3 separate regions of the Macaca mulatta genome follow, and regions 1 and 2 are each linked to region 3. A link is a contact called in public Hi-C data. All regions are on one chromosome and are shown on one strand. Each heading gives the region's core, a stretch centred on a gene start, on an enhancer-like site or on the middle of the called end of the contact. The rest is flanking DNA. Distances are from core to core; before and after follow the strand shown. Region 1 holds the start of UBE4A (ubiquitination factor E4A). Region 2 holds the start of KMT2A (lysine methyltransferase 2A). Region 3 holds the start of ATP5MG (ATP synthase membrane subunit g).

Region 1 (2,700 bases), core at 9-2,508, 42 kb before region 3:
TAGGTATTACGTTTTATTCTCATTTCCCTAAAGACGAGCGATGTTGAGCACTCTTTCATATGCTTATCCACAATTTGTACAGTTGGCCTTCCATATATGTGGACTCCATCTATGGATTCAACCAACCATGAATTGGAAATATTCCAAAACAAATTTCATCTGTACTGAACATGTACAGACTTTTTGTCATTATTCCCTAAACAATACAACACTATTTAGATTTACATTGTATTAGGTATTATAAGTGATCTAGAGATGACTTAGGCATATCTAGGATGACACAGGAGGATGTGCATAGTTTATATGCAAATACTGCATCATTTTGTATAAGGAACTTGAGCATCCATGGATTTTGGTACCCAGGGGGTCCTGAAACAAATCCCCCACAGATACCAAGTGGATAGTTATTCTCTTGGAATGTATCTTCTTTGGAGAAATGTCTATTCAAGTCCTTTGCCCTTTTTTGAACTGAACTGTTTGGGGTTTTTTTGTTCTTGTAGTTCTTTATATATTTTAGATATTAATCCTTTATCAGATATATGAGTTGCAACTATTTTCTCTCATTCTGTGAATTTTCACTTGCACAGCGCTTTTAACTCTTGAAAATTATTTCCTTTATTATTTATGTGTATCCTGATCTCTTGCCCTCGTGATCCGCCCGTCTCGGCCTCCCAAAGTGCTGGGATTACAGGCGTGAGCCACTGTGCCCGGCCATTTATGTGTATCTCAAAAACAACCTTGTAGGATGTATACCATCTCCACTTCACAGAGAAGAAAACTGAAATCCAATCAAAGATAGCACACTCCAAAGACTGCTCCGAAGACAGCACAATAACAAACTTTTAGTTGTTATTGCTATTAGTGTCATCCCTTTGAATAACAGAGAGTAACAGAAGCTGCTTCAAAAAGGTATAGGACTGGTGGGAAAATAAGAGAGCAGACCCCCAACAGAGGTTGCGAGCAGAGCCAGGGATCACAGTTTTATCTGCCCTCGGTACGCTGGTTTCCAAAACCCAGCCTCATATTCCACACTCCAAAGTGCACTGCCAGGTGGACCCACTCCCGTCCCGACAATCCGACCCCAGGCCACTTCCTGCCACTTCCGCCCCGCCTCCAGTCCGCAGCTATACAGCTAGCGCATGCGCTGTAGGCGGATTTGCGCGCCAGTCCCCCGGGTGAGCCTGCACACGGTGCTTCCGGCGCGGAGATGAACTTCCACAAACCCCGACGCTTGTTGATGACGTAACTTCCGGTTGATGTGCTGAGTCGGAAGTGGGAACCTTTCGGCCGCTGAGATTCTGTCGTGTCGTCGCTGCTAGCCCTTCAGGCTCTGGTAAGACAGGCAATAGCTTCAGGGGACGGGGTCATTGACTTTGCATTGTGATATTTTCTGCTAGTCCAATGCCACTTAATCCCTGTTCACTCTTATCTTCTCCAAATTCCTTCTCCTGTGCTTTCCTAACCAGGCACCTTCTCTTTCTTGAACTTCGACCCTGTCTGATTTGGAACCCCTTACAGTGCCCCAGCTTCTGATGTCTCTCTGTACATTTCTGTCCCCATCTTTGCCAAGCCCCTCCTGAACAGGCCGGAGCGCTATCATTGCATTATCTTTGACTTACTTTCTCTAGAACGTGCCCCAGGCGGGTGGATCTCCCTCCTTCCTGCGAATCCCTTATGGAACATGGAAGGATCAAATATGAAGAATAGATAACAAATAGGCAGATGCCAAGAAGATAAGATTAATCGCGAGTCGTAAGCAAACCAGTTGAAGGGTGTTGACATTTCTTAAGGCAGGTGATGAGTTCACCTCAGAAAACTCTTGGGTCACTCTGCTTCATGTTTCCTTGGGTTTAGAAGACACTTCTAAAATTGAGTGACCATGGCTCATGACCTTATATTTGATGAGCCTTCCCTTTAGGTTCAGTTGTATGCCCTGAGAGCAAGCATGTGTTTAGTCTCACTGTCATTTACTGTTTTGGCGTCACGTGGAAGCCCACCTGCGATAAAATGGGATCCAAGAAGGACTGCTGTCTGCTTTTTGACTTGACATCCTTCTAGGTTGCAGATAGATGTGTTGATGGAATTTTGTTGCCACATTCGTCTGGCCTAATAGTGTTAGGTGAAACATACAACAACGAAAATTGTTTTTTAATTTATATTTTAAGTTGATATTTTAATTTCTATTTTTAAATGATATATGTATTATTTACCAGGGCACAGACCTTATGGGAGGATATGATTTGATAGAGCTTGATTTTGACAATCCCAGTTTTACAAAGTGTTCCAGATATTTCTGTTTAAAAACAATACCGGCCGGGCGCGGTGGCTCATGCCTGTAATCCCAGCACTTTGGGAGGCCAAGGCGGGCGGATCACGAGGTCAGGAGATCGAGACCATCCTGGCTAACACGGTGAAACCCCGTGTCTACTAAAAATACAAAACATTAGCCGGGCGTGGTGGCGGGCGCCTGTAGTCCCAGCTACTCGGGAGGCTGAGGCAGGAGAATGGCGTGAACCCGGGAGGCGGAGCTTGCAGTGAGCCGAGATTGTGCCACTGCACTCCAGCCTGGGCGACAGAGCAAGACTCCGTCTCAAAAAAAAAAAAAAAAACCAAGTCTGATGTTAACACAGTTGTGTGTTCATGAGAGCTGACAATGGTCTTAAAGGATTAGTGGTACTATTCATAAACAAAGCTTGAATC
Region 2 (2,700 bases), core at 198-2,697, 40 kb after region 3:
GCCCCAGGCTGTAATATTACATGCAGCGCGCTGTACCGGTGCGGGAGTCCAGGAAGGCTGCGTGACCTTCCAGCGAACTCCACCTCGGCTGGGGGGATGGAGGCTGCCCCGGGGCCTGCAGGCTCTGTATCGATCCCCCAGCTTCAACCAACGCAAGTTCCCCCGACACAAACCCCTCCCTACCCTCTCGGCTTTCCCAGCCTTGCAGGCTTCTAACGCTATACTCGAGGCGCCCTCCCCTCTTTCCCGCAATAAAGTAAACCCGGTGGATATTCATTCCCCTCCCTAACTCGCCTCCTTCTTTCCCCCTCCCCCCTCAGCTTACTAACCCCGCGCACAGAGCTCGCCGCCGGCGGGCCCCTTCCACCCAGTGTATCATAATGCCCAACGCTCTCCTCCTCCCCCTCTCTTAATCAGAAACGTGCTCGCGAGCCCCCCTCCCTCTGCGTGCATACATTAGGGTCTGCTTTGCATGCAGCGGCAGGCAGACACCGGAGGAAGAAGGGGCGGGGGCGCTTTTGCCCGCCTCTTCCCTCCAGGCCCCGTTAGCCACCCAGCTTCAGCTTCGTTGTAACACCGCGTCGTTAGCGGAGCACGCCGTGGCCTCAGTGCCCGGGCTGGAGAAACACAACCCAACTCCCTGCAGAAGGGCACAAAAGCCAGACGAGTGCACAGTAGAGCGAGGAGGTGGCAGGAGACCTGCCACTCGTGTGTGCATTTTGGAGAGAGCTCCAGCATGAAAATGGGAGGGGCTCCTTTTTTATTTTTTAAAGTGCGTTCATTGAGGGCCTTTCTGTTTTGCATATAGTAAACTGGGCAGTGCTTCTGTTTTGCATGTAGTACAATAAGGGCTCTTTTATTCTAGAAGCGTTCAATTCGGGCTAACCCATCTTGTATCCGTGCCCTGGGGCGGAGGAGAAGGCTCACTGCTCCCCGACCCAGCCGCCGCGTTATACTGGAAGCTGCTCTCCCGGGCGGTTCGATTCCCAGCGCGTCCCGGGAACGTGTGTAATCGGCCTCTCAGTGCTCAAGGCTGCAGGCGGCCCGGCTCCCTCCGCCTCCATCTCCGCGTAGCCCTCGCCCCCTCCCCCTCTCTCCGGAACCCGCGCTCTGCTCCGGGCTCCCGGGCTTCCTTCCCCCCTCCTTTTCCCGAGCAATGCCTCTCCCGGAGGGCGGGGCATGCACTTATCCAGGTTGCGGGGCGGGCGGGCGGGCAGGAGGGGGCGGCCCGGGCCTCGGGATGGAGTTGCAGCGCCCAGGCGTCAGAGGCAGAGGCCCGTGGCCGCTATACAGATTGCGGGGCTGGCGGGCGCGGCCCGGCGCTCTGCATAGCGGCCTGTAGAGTGCAGGCGGCCAGGCAGCGCCGAGCGGGTTAGGCAGGTTCCGGGGCCCCGTGCCCCCCCCTCCGCCTCCCCGCCCCCCTGTGTTGTCGCCTCTCCCTCTCGCTGCTTCACTTCACGGGGCGAACATGGCGCACAGCTGTCGGTGGCGCTTCCCCGCCCGACCCGGGACCACCGGGGGCGGTGGCGGCGGGGGGCGCCGGGGCCTAGGGGGCGCCCCGCGGCAACGCGTCCCGGCCCTGCTGCTTCCCCCCGGGCCCCCGGTCGGCGGTGGCGGCCCCGGGGCGCCCCCCTCCCCCCCGGCTGTGGCGGCCGCGGCGGCGGCGGCGGGAAGCAGCGGGGCTGGGGTTCCAGGGGGAGCGGCCGCCGCCTCAGCAGCCTCCTCGTCGTCCGCCTCGTCTTCGTCTTCGTCATCGTCCTCAGCTTCTTCAGGGCCGGCCCTGCTCCGGGTGGGCCCGGGCTTCGACGCGGCGCTGCAGGTCTCGGCCGCCATCGGCACCAACCTGCGCCGGTTCCGGGCCGTGTTTGGGGAGAGCGGCGGGGGAGGCGGCAGCGGAGAGGTAAGGGGGCGAGGAACCCCCAGGTCCGGGGTCTCGACCCTCTGCGGAGCCCCCTCCCCTCCCCCATCCGGGATTGAGGAGCATCCCAATTCTGGGACCATCTCAGGGTCCCTCACCCGGGGCGAATGGCTCTCCCATCTTGGGACCCCCATGCAGGGCTGCAGACACCCAGGCGCCCCCACCCCGGGGTTTGGGCCCATCTGGCTGAGGGCGTTTGCCCCCCGCTCTCCTCCCCCTGACCCTTCCCCAAATCCCTTGGCACAGACCCCCTCGCCGGGGTTTCCCATCCCGGGACTGAACCCCTCCTCCCTTTCACAGATTACCTCATCCGAGCAAGATTCCTCCCTCCCTCCCTCCTAGAGACCTGATCCCGCCACATCCCCGCCTCCCTCTCTGGGCAGATGTGTTACTCCTAGGGCAGTTTTCCTCTCGGGCATCTCTCGGGTGATGGCCTCATCCAGGACCACGTTCTCCTAGCCCTTGGGGATCGATGTCCCTTCCAGCACCTTGCTTTCGAAAACCCGATGAACCCTCGCCCCGTCCCCGGGCCAGGTCCCTATACTGCCAGCCACTCCCCCTTCCTTCACCTCCACCCTCTACCCCCACCCCAAGCAGACAGATCCTCCCCCATTCCTCCCTACCCCACCGGGGAAAATCTCTCCTCTGCACCTTTCCTGGTCTCACCTCCTTTCCCTCTGAAGATAACGGTGATTCCTCATATAGCAGTCTCTTCCCCCCGCCCCCCCACCTCGTCTTACAGGGCTACAGTTTCTAGCCTATTGGTAGCCGGGAATTACTCT
Region 3 (2,700 bases), core at 29-2,528:
CAGTATCTAGGGCAGCAGAATCACTCCTTCACTGAAAAGTTCTTAGTTCCTTGATACCACTTCAAATTTTTCTTTCCACCCCTCTAACCATTCCAAAAATCAGAGATTTACTTCTGCTCAGACTTCCCCAGGATACATTATAGTTCTGTTCGTCTCATCAAATGCCACTTCCCTACATACATCTTTTCCTTCTCATATTAAACTATGAAGTTTCAGCCCTCTGTAGTATACAGCTGTTCTCTCACACATCAGCTCAAGCATCTTCTCTAGGAAGTATGCTGAAATCACCACCATGCCTAATCTGATAGAATGCCCCCTCTCTGAGTTTACATTGCAGCTTCTTCAGATCTGAACTCTGCCACTTCCAAATTGTGTGGCCATTTTTCAAGACCAGTCTCAATGGGGACAATGCCTTACAGGCTTTCTTTAAATTCCAAAATGCCTGGCATAGTGTGGGCGTTCAATACAGGTGTTTTTTCCCTCACATCTGCACAACTCCTTGTGGCTAACTAGGGAATTAGGGGAAATGGATTCCAATCCTGATACAGGACTTTGGGGAGACTGGGATTACAAAAAAATCAACTTTAAAAAGGGCTGTGGGGCCAGGGGCGGTGATTCACGTCTGTAATCTCAGCACCAAGGCGGGCGGATCACTTGAGGCTAGGAGTTCGAGACCAGCCTGGCCAACATGGTGAAACACAGTCTCTACTAAAAATACAAAAATTAGCCAGGCGTGGTGGCGGGCGCCTGTAGTCCCATCTACTCGGAAGACTGAGGCACGACAATCGCTGGAACCTGGGGGACGTAGGTTGCAATGAGCCGAAGTCGTGCCACTGCACTTCAGCCTGGGCGACAGAACGAGACTGTCTCAAATAAAAAGGGCTATGGGTTGAACCTGGTACCAGGTTGTGTGGTGCTTGCTCGGACTCTAACTTTATATGTTTGGCCTTGGACCCTCTCTACCTCTGTACAACGATCGTGTGGGACTAGAAGAATCTCAGCGAATGCTTCTGCAGCACCGACTTCATAGGTTCTCAGAAACGCAGCTAAAGCACACAACGCGAAATAGCGGATATCGGCGCCAAGAAGAGCACTGAAGGTTCAGGGCGCATGCGCATTTCCGCTCCTTGCCGGGTTTCCGGACCTCTGCTAGTGGCTGCCCAACAAAATGCCTGCTTCTCTGCGGAATCCCGCTGTTCTTCACATGCTCTCTAATATCATCTTTTCATATCCACCTTCTCTTCCATGTTGAAAAAAGTAAGTGGACAGACTGGATTCTGCAAAGATCTTTGGACATTTAAATATCCTCGACCGGCGCGAAAAGAGGCGGCCTGACCTTGGAAGTGGGACGGGGTCCTGCAGCGGGTCCTTCCGGCGGGTGACATTCAGCCGGCCGTTCCGGGAGACGGACTTCGCATCCTAGAACCATGGCCCAATTTGTCCGTAACCTTGTGGAGAAGACCCCGGCTCTGGTGAACGGTGAGCGCGATGTAAGACCGCCGAGGCGGGCACACGGGCGGCAGGGAGGCCTGCGATGGCCTGAGAGGAAGAAGCGGGCGGCCAAGACCCGAGGGGCCTGCGGGTGCCGGGGCGGGATGGCCTGCAGGTGAAGGAAGCAGGAAGGTTGGCGACTCTCCTCTAGCCTTCCGCTCGCCTGACCTGCAGATTGGGTTCTCTACACAACCTAGAAGTTCCTGAAATCCAACCACCACTGGGAAGAGAGGTAGTGTGAAGGATGCCCGGCGTTGCCCGGCAGCTCCGCCATTACGCCCCCTGAGATCGCTAAGGGCAGGAATATAGAGGGCATGGCTCTGTTAGGAGAGCTAAGAAAAGGAAGGGCAGAAACGTGTGAAAGTACATCAATTGGGCCTCATCACATGGTCTGGTTGTCAGTGGAGTATTTGGAAGTCAACAGAAATGTCGACTTTGCTTTCTGTCCTAGACGGATTCTAAGATACTTCCACTTTAATCCGAGGGAAATTTTAAGTGGAAATGGACTTCATGGATGAGTATCCGTGCCCCGAGAAGCATAGAACGGGATCCGTATAAATAGTAATCTTTGTTATTACAGCTTAGCATTCGTGGAATTTTTTCGGCTTGAAGAGCCTCACTGGTAGACCGCTGTATTTCACAACAACCCTGAATAATCACAGCTTCTGAGTACTAGTTTATTTGGCCAGTAAATATTTCAGTTGTCTTCTCAGTGGCAGGCTATTCATTTTATTCGTGAAGCGAGATAAGATAAATTGACGTAAGGTTTTCCTAAATGTGCTGTATTCCAGTAAGTTGACTGAAGGTCAGATCTCTAACTTTCGCCCAGATTTCTGAAATGTGAATAGAAAGCAGAACTTCAAAAAAAAATGTAATACTTTTTAGTCTCTTTTGCTATGTTTGAGTTTGATTTGGGTACTTTCTTTTTCTTTCTTTTTTTTTTTTTTTTTTTTTTTTTTTTTTTTTTTTTTCCCTAGAAGACAGGGACTCTCACTCTGTCGCCCAGGTTGGAGTGCTGTGGCAGATCACAGCTCACTGCAGCCTCTGCCTCCGAGGCTCAAGCGATCCTCCCACCTCAGCCTCCTGAGTAGCTGGGATCACAGGCGCGCCACCACACCTGGCTAATTTTTGTATGTTTTAAGAGACGGGATTTCGCCATGTTGCCCAGGCTAGTCTCTTAACTCCTGGGCTCAAGGGATCCTCCCGCCT

Evidence for each region. Hi-C and Micro-C count contacts between places; a contact is called where the count stands out from the background.
Region 1: a contact with region 3 is called in a Hi-C map of CD4 T cells, with 2.6 times the contacts expected there. The contact joins the promoter of UBE4A here to the promoter of ATP5MG in region 3. A contact is called at or near these places in 2 of 14 Hi-C or Micro-C datasets (CD4 T cells and liver).
Region 2: a Hi-C map of CD4 T cells shows a contact between it and region 3, with 1.8 times the contacts expected there. The contact joins the promoter of KMT2A here to the promoter of ATP5MG in region 3. A contact is called at or near these places in 5 of 14 Hi-C or Micro-C datasets (CD4 T cells, cortical neurons, fetal cortex germinal zone and 2 more).

What each region holds. Positions count from the first base shown.
Region 1 is chr14:119,031,070-119,033,769 of T2T-MMU8v2.0, forward strand. UBE4A (ubiquitination factor E4A) reads left to right here and starts at 1,259. Exons shown (of 22, transcript XM_077964377.1): 1 at 1,259-1,333.
Region 2 is chr14:119,112,928-119,115,627 of T2T-MMU8v2.0, forward strand. It overlaps KMT2A (lysine methyltransferase 2A), which reads left to right and starts at 1,448. Exons shown (of 36, transcript XM_077964395.1): 1 at 1,448-1,900. The coding sequence starts at 1,469.
Region 3 is chr14:119,073,491-119,076,190 of T2T-MMU8v2.0, forward strand. It overlaps ATP5MG (ATP synthase membrane subunit g), which reads left to right and starts at 1,279. Exons shown (of 3, transcript NM_001258127.1): 1 at 1,279-1,479. The coding sequence starts at 1,428.